Regions from separate parts of the Mus musculus genome. Here region 2 is linked to region 1. The links are chromatin contacts, called in public promoter capture Hi-C maps. All regions are on one chromosome and are shown on one strand. Each heading gives the region's core, a stretch centred on a gene start, on an enhancer-like site or on the middle of the called end of the contact. The rest is flanking DNA. Distances are from core to core; before and after follow the strand shown. Region 1 overlaps Nav1 (neuron navigator 1). Region 2 holds the start of Nav1 (neuron navigator 1).

Region 1 (3,705 bases), core at 870-3,369:
CCCATGCTCCTCAGGGAGGTTGAGCGAGAGACTACCAAGGCCCAGGCTGTCAGGGAAAATAGATGAAAAGGGGAGGCTGTCTGTATTCAGGACCATATCCTCGGATTCTCGCCTACTGTGGGCTGTTGGGATATGAACTGGTGCCCTGTGTTATTCGCTCTGTTTGCTCCAGATGCCCTCCGGAGTCTGAGTCCAGACTCCTGCTTTAGGCTCCTCCCAGGAACTTCTGGGCCCTGGAGCCCCTTGCTAACCTTCTGTGCTCTCCTTCTCTTTCAGTTCATGGCTCGGTGCTGTCTCTGGCCTCCAGTGCTTCTTCTACCTACTCCTCAGTAAGACCATTAATGCCCCTTCCCGTGAGCCCTGCCCCTCAGTGAGACCATCAATGTCCTTTCCCCGGGAGCCCCCCTCCCCATTCCACCTTCCCTCGGACCTCCTTTGGTTGGGTAACTGGATGGGGATGGGTACCTATCATCGCTACCCTCGCTGGCCATGGGAGTGGGCGTAGTGGGTAGCACCTAGAGCTTGGAACACTCCGATGAGTACCTTGGAGCCTCTGTTCTTTCTGGCCTTGCCACCAACTCCCAAGCAACTCTGGTGTTTTTTTCCCTCCTTTGAAAAGTAAAGATCTCCTTGTTACAGCCTCCTTTCCCTGCCATGGGATTTGGGCAGTGTTTCTAGCACCCAAGATGAATAGGTCCCCAAGACTCTAGAGACCCCAGTAATGTACAGAATTGACCAAATGTCTACAGCCTTTGGCTTTCAGATCTCTTGACTCGTAGGTTTGTTTTAACCTTCATTCTTTCCTCCTTCATGGTGCTAACAGTCACGGTTTGCTTTCAGACCAACCAGCTTCATTCTCTAGCCTTCTCGGCAAGGACCAGGTTGGCTAAAGATGAGCACCCGAGAGGAGCCTAGTACTTAAACCTGAATGTAGCTCTGAGGAGCCAGGGCCAGGGGGACTCTCCTCTCTGCATCTGTCAATCATGCTTCTTCCAGTCTCTGCCCTGACATTTGGGCCCCGGCTTCTGCGCCGGTTCTCCATAGTAACCACCTGCTTTTTCTGTCTCTCTCTCTCCTTCTGTGCCCACTTCTCCAGGCTGAGGAGAGGATGCAATCTGAGGTAGGATACAAAGCCTTTGTCTCTGCTTCTTTAACACCGCCACACACTCCGATTTCAGTCTTAGTAATCTACCTCTGCCGTCAGCAGCTTGTCTCTCTCTCTCTTCCTTTCGCAGCAAATTCGGAAGCTTCGTAGGGAGCTGGAGTCGTCCCAGGAAAAGGTGGCCACCCTGACATCTCAGCTGTCTGCCAACGTGAGTACCCAAGCAGGATGAGACCTGGCTCCTGTTAAACCAGGCAGTGCGGGAAAGCGGTCTGACCGAGTCTGCCCTGGCCTGAGATCTCTGGGGAGAAGGTTGTATTCACGGCTCTAGAGCAGAAGATTTGGGGACTGTCCTTCAATTTTTCTGAGCCTTCATTCAGAACCATTTTTTCCCACCTTAATTCATTGATATGGCTGAGTTGGTGTCTGGTAACCTTTGACCTTCCTAACGAAAGCAGAGACCGTGGTTCTGCAGGGAGGCAGAAACAACCTTGCCATTGGCCATGGACAAAAGTCACAATTCATTTTAATTACCGAGCCCTCGATCGTTTCCACTGCCCTAGGGTGTGTTTTTCTCTTTATTGATGCCACACAACTGAACAGGCTCAGAGCCGGTTATTAGAATTCTGTCTGGGGACCACGAGGCCGGCCGGCTCAAGTCCAACTCCATCCTAGCAACCTGTGGAGTTCACCGTTGGCTCTGCCTCTATTCTGCCATTGATCTGAGCTGAGCTTCCTTCATCTTTGGAGCCAACATCCTTCATTTCTGCATCTAACCCACCTCCGTATGGCCACTTAGAGTGACTACCTTCCTCCTGACCTTAGTTTTTCTGTTCTGAGAGATGAGGAGGAACACACCTACCTCATCTAACTCCACTGTGGGCAGTTCCTCTCCTGTGACCAAATTGCAAACAGAGAACATAAGAGCCATTTTCTCCCGTAGTTGTAAACAACAGCTGAGCTGGGTCTCCAGGAGCTCTCCAAGTGTTTGCACAAAAAATAACCGCGTCTGCAGTTTCCGCAGCGCTTTCTCCTCTTCTCTCTTCCCTTCCTCTCTGGGGAGCTCAGCTGCCAGGCCTGAGCCTAGCCTTGAAACCAGGTAGAGTTTTTGCGTGTTTCCAGTGAATTTCAGCGACAGCTCTCTTACCACATTGGCTGTCGTCTTTATTCTTTCTCCCAAGTCCTCAGTTCAAAAGTCCTGTATTGACTGGTTTGCTTGAAGCTCATATCAAACTTCAAACTCTCTGGGACCAAAAGAATTATAACAGAAACAAGAATGGTCCTGTACCCCACCAGTCAAGGCCAGTGGCCTAGGTCATGTCCTGCATACCCTAGGAAATTCATGTCTGGGAGATGTCGAAGGGGAGAGGCGCCAGGGAGGTGGAGAACAGCCAGGGAGGCAGAGGACATTATTATGCCTGATTCACTTACACTGCAATCTGTCAGCCATCGTGGCTGTCAGGGCTGGACTAGTTCCAGAAAATGAATTTAGAGGGTGAATTTTCTTAGGACAGGAAGTTCCATTTGGCCAAGAGAAAACAAACTAAAACACAGTTCTGGTGAGTTCTGAATCTAGAGTCAGGTTTTGGCCAAGGGTCCGAGCCCTTCCCTTCAGTGGGAGATGTGATGCCAGGCCCCAGAGCTCGACTTGGGATCCCTGATGTTGAACCAATCTTACACCGTGTTGGATGGTGCAGCCAAGCTGCTGACGATGACACACTTGGCCAGGAAGCGGCCCTGATCACTGTATTGCCTCTACAAAAGGACCACTTGGCCTAGAGTCCTACAGGCACCCTAACCTGAGGTTGGCCTCAGAGCAAGGTGCCATGGAGGAAAAGAGACGTAGGAAAGAAGAGAGAGGCAAGGCCAGTCCCTCAGAGGGGGAGATGTGCATGTAGAAATGAGTGAAGAGGCCAGGGCCACTCCAGGCTCTGAGTAGATTTTCAGGGAATATGAATAGGGGCCGGGGAGGTGGTGGTGGTGGTGGTGATCAGAATTCGGCCTGAGGGGGCAAGCTTGAAATCCCAGGTACTTGAGAGGTTGCAGCAGCAGGAGGGTCACAAGTTCAAGGCCAGCCTGAGTAACTTAGTGAAATCTCTCAAATTTTGAAAAAAGACAGAAGGTCAAAGAAAGATGCTCAGAGCTTGCCATGTATTTGCCTGGGAGCCCAGGACTCTGCAGATTTACAGGAAACATGGAAGATACTGCCTCCGGTTTTCAGGCTCTAAGGCACTGGTGAAGTTTGACTTGTTGTTCAAAGAGGACACGTAGGAGGAGGCAGGGAGGGTGTTGCAGACACCACAGGGACTGGGCATGAGTGACCTACCCAAAGCCTTCCTCCTCTTGTTATGAGGGTAACAAGAGGACCATTTGCTGCAGTGCTCTCATGGGGGCTGTTTATCCATCCTTGAGTGGTCCCCTGTCTGCTCCTGTACCCCATTCCCTTTACCTTTTCCTATACCCATTGCTTCCAGGAGCTAGCTGGAGTCCAACCACTGGGAACCTTCCCCCCCCACCCCCCCTTCAGAGATCCAGAGTTCCCACAGGATCCAGCACCCTTTCCAATGTAGCCCTGCCCCCTAGTGGCCAAAATGGGGAATGCC
Region 2 (3,705 bases), core at 658-3,157, 120 kb before region 1:
TATATGGACTTGCAGGCTTGGCTCCACCTCTGAGTTTCCCAAGATCTGGACTTAGGGCCTTTGAGGGCACTCTGCCTGGTGAATCTCAACACCCAGACCTCTGCCTGCACTGTGAGGCAGCACCTCTTGCCACTGCTGTAACTAGAACACAACATATCCATGCCTGTCTTCCTGAGATAAGTGTGTGACATTGCATTTTTCACAAGGACAAAGTTATCTCCCTGAGTCTTGGGTTGTCTGCCTTGTATCCCTGTCAGGCATTAAGTTCTTTAAGGGTAGACTCTCTCCATCTTTCTCTGGATCTCCAAGGTCAGCTAAAAGTTCACAGTTCACCTCTCTGCCCAATAACCCCATTTCTAGCACTGTACTAGATACAGCCTCTCTGCTACAGTCCCTGTCCTAGAAAGGTTCATAGAATCTCAATCCAGCCCTGGGGTCATCATGGAAGTTAAAGTACCCAGGGCTCTGGTCAGTACCCTTGGCTCTGGCCAGCACCCAGTGTCCAGCCATCTGGCCTCAGAGCCTGAGTCATTAATACCTACTCTGGGCTAGCATGGTACTTGGAGAGCTCCTATGCTGATAGAACAAACATATCCAGGATCTCTTCAGTTGGTTCTGCAGCTGGGCAGTGGTGGCGCACGCTTTTAATCCCAGCACTCGGGAGGCAGAGTCAGGCAGATTTCTGAGTTCGAGGCCAGCCTGGTCTACAGAGTGAGTTCCAGGACAGCCAGGGCTACACAGAGAAATCCCGCCTCCAAAAACAAAAAACAAAACAAAACAAAAAATGCTCTGCCAAGGGACCTATGCTAACTCTCCTGTGTCCTTAGTGTCCCAAAGCCCCTTTTCCTAGGAAGCTAGGATTAAAACCATTGTAAGAGCAACAGAGGTTCAATGACTTTGACAAGGTCATGTGATCAAGTGGAATGGTGACTCGGACTCCTGCACCCAACAGTTAGCCGCTTCAACCCCTCAGGTCCCTGTCCCTGTCAACCCTAGGCACTGTCTAAAGCAGCCTGTTCTGTCCTGTGTCCCTTACCTTCTGGGTTTAGGAGGGCAAAATACACCATAGAGACTAAAGGTAACTAAAGGTAAAGAATTTCTGAGGGAAACCAAAGGTAACGGTTTGTGAGAGCTTCCCTCAGGCTCTGCCAGTTTCTACCCAAGACCTACAGGGCCACTCTTTCTCCTGGGTCAAAGACACCCTTTCCCAGGACCTTTACCTGTACCCCTAAGTCTCCCTTCCTCCACTCATGCTTTTTTCCAGATGCAGCAGGGAACCTTCTACCCCATCTCTCTGTAGAAAGCAAGGAGAAAAACTGGTGGGATCCTCTCTGTGCCCCCGGGGCTCAGCTCACAGACACCTCCCCCTCCCGAGCCAGAAATAGACACACTCTCTCCCCTACCTCCCTCCCCTTGCGCACACTCCACCCCTCCTCCTGTTTGCTCCCCGCCTTCCCCCTCCCCTCTTTCTCGCTGGGAGCTGCAGCCCGCAGCCTCTCCACGAGCTGGAAGGAGGAGTAGAGAGAGGGCGCTGCCCCGGAGTGTGCAGCCCGCAGCACGGATCGGCTAGCCGGGGGACAGAGACAAGATCCCAGCATCACAACACGACCTGGCTTCGATGGAGCCGCTGGTCTTCTATCGTTCCTTTGACTGATTTAAATTTTTTAATTTATATTCTCCCCGCCCCGCCCCTTTTCCTTCGACCCCGCCCCATCAACCCGCTATTTCCTTGCCTTTTCCTCTTCCCCGGCTTCCTTCTCCGCATTTCTTTCCCTTTCGCCCTCCGCTCGCCCCCTTGCTCCCTCCCCTTCCTCTCCCCTTCCTCCGCGGTTTCTTCCGTCCTCCCCCCCATTCCGCCCCCTCCTCTCCCGGCACTACCGCCCCCTCCCCCGCCCCGTGCCTGCAGACGCGCGGATCGTCCATGCGCTCCTCGCAGGCAGAATGCTGGGCAGCAGCGTCAAGAGCGTGCAGCCCGAGGTGGAGCTGAGCGGCGGCAGCGGCAGCGGCGGCGACGAGGGCGCGGACGAGTCTCGGGGAGCCAGCAGAAAGGCAGCCGCGGCGGACGGCAGAGGCATGCTGCCCAAGCGCGCCAAGGCGGCAGGAGGCAGTGGCAGTATGGCCAAGGCCAGTGCAGCGGAGCTGAAGGTCTTCAAGTCCGGCAGCGTGGACAGTCGTGTCCCCGGCGGGCTGCCTACCTCCAACCTGCGCAAACAGAAGTCGCTCACCAACCTCTCGTTTCTCACGGACTCCGAGAAAAAGCTGCAGCTGTATGAGCCTGAGTGGAGTGATGATATGGCCAAAGCACCCAAGGGTTTGGGCAAACTGGGGCCCAAGGGCCGCGAGACTCCTCTGATGTCCAAGACGCTGTCCAAGTCTGAGCATTCGCTCTTCCAACCCAAAGGTGGCTCAACCGGCGGCGCCAAGACCCCACTGGCTCCGCTAGCGCCCAGCCTAGGCAAACCTAGCCGGATTCCTCGGGGACCCTATGCGGAGGTCAAGCCTCTCAGCAAGGCGCCTGAGGCAGCGGTAAGCGATGATGGCAAATCGGATGACGAACTGCTTTCCAGCAAGGCTAAAGCGCAAAAGGGCTCAGGGACTGTGCCCTCTGCCAAGGGCCAGGAGGAGCGGGCCTTCCTCAAGGTGGACCCCGAGCTTGTGGTTACCGTGCTGGGCGACCTAGAACAGCTACTCTTCAGCCAGATGCTAGGTAAGACTTGCTGCCCCGCCCCACCCCGCCCCTGGTTTTCTCCTGGCCAGCTGCAGGAAGAGGTTTGCTTTCCCCCTTTCTCCCTTCTATACCGATCACTGGCCAGGTTAGGAGGGGTATTACTGCCCAGATGTGCAGAGCTGGCCTACCTCCAGCTGTGTCTGGCTAACGTGTGTCTTAAAGATGTCGCTGATGGGAGCCTGGGCTCTGCTGTGGCTTGTTGGAAGTGAGGGTGGACAATGGAGACGGGGGACTTGGGGGGCTCAGAAATCATTAGCTCCCTTGAATTTTAAGGTCCAGAGTCCTAATATGGCAAACCACAGTGAGGTTGGTAGAAACACCAGCTGAGGAGTAGTCTGCGCTGAATAACACAGCATCCAGCATTGCTAGGGAAGCCTAGGGTAGGAGATCTAGAGCAAAGATGTGGGGAAAGCAGATGTGAGGGCTAGTTGGTCCTTGGAGCAGGGCTGAGGCTCCACTTCCTCTGTGAATCCCGGGTGGGAGCTTGAGTCGGATTTCCCCGGGTGTGGGGGACCTGGCAGCAAGAAGTGTCTGGGGCCAGGGAGGCGGGCGGGCAGCCAGCTGTGCGCATCTGGATACACGTCCGTTCCCCCAGCCCCAAGCAGTCACCCCATCCCCCTAAATGTTTTAGGGAAAGGTCTGGGATTTTGCAAGGAGACTCCCGAGAAGCCTTTGCCCTTTGGCTAATGAAAGCCAAGCTGGCGGGAAGAGAGAAACAAAGCTTGCTCGGCGGAGGAAGCCAGAGAGCTGCTCCATTGTTCTCCAAGCCTGAACAGTCCGAGGAAAAAATCCCGAGCCAGCCCGGGAACCGTGTTTTCTTTCTGTGGAGTCCCTGTTCTCAGACAAGGATACATGGAAGATGTGCCTAAGGAGGCGGCTGTGCCTTGGTAGCCCGCACCAGCAGTACAAGAGCTGCGGGAGATCGGCTGCTAGCCACCTTAAGTGCACAGACTTGTTGCAGTGAATGTGGGTCCTCA

Evidence for each region. Promoter capture Hi-C pulls out the DNA fragments that hold promoters and counts their contacts.
Region 2: a promoter capture Hi-C map of hippocampal neurons shows a contact between it and region 1, with 4 times the contacts expected there. The contact joins the promoter of Nav1 here to the enhancer-like site in region 1. A contact is called at or near these places in 8 of 39 promoter capture datasets (the 3T3-L1 cell line, the HPC-7 cell line, cranial neural crest and 5 more), 8 of 484 Hi-C or Micro-C datasets (the C3H10T1/2 cell line, the N1E-115 cell line, cerebral cortex and 5 more), 3 of 115 datasets of contacts at active chromatin or transcription factors (embryonic stem cells and forebrain) and 3 of 9 other capture datasets (adipose tissue, liver and pancreatic islet).

What each region holds. Positions count from the first base shown.
Region 1 is chr1:135,461,330-135,465,034 of GRCm38.p6, reverse strand. It overlaps Nav1 (neuron navigator 1), which reads left to right. Exons shown (of 30, transcript NM_173437.2): 11 at 277-329; 12 at 1,097-1,120; 13 at 1,236-1,313. Among named protein-coding and RNA genes, the nearest start is that of Mir1231, 8.5 kb to the right of the region's middle. Within about 2 kb of position 2,119, at least 27 of the 459 cell types and tissues checked have an H3K27ac peak or open chromatin away from gene starts, as enhancers often do. A contact at or near this core is called in the N1E-115 cell line, hippocampal neurons, muscle stem cells and 2 more, where this site is marked.
Region 2 is chr1:135,583,557-135,587,261 of GRCm38.p6, reverse strand. Nav1 (neuron navigator 1) reads left to right here and starts at 1,907. Exons shown (of 30, transcript NM_173437.2): 1 at 1,907-2,707. The coding sequence starts at 1,942.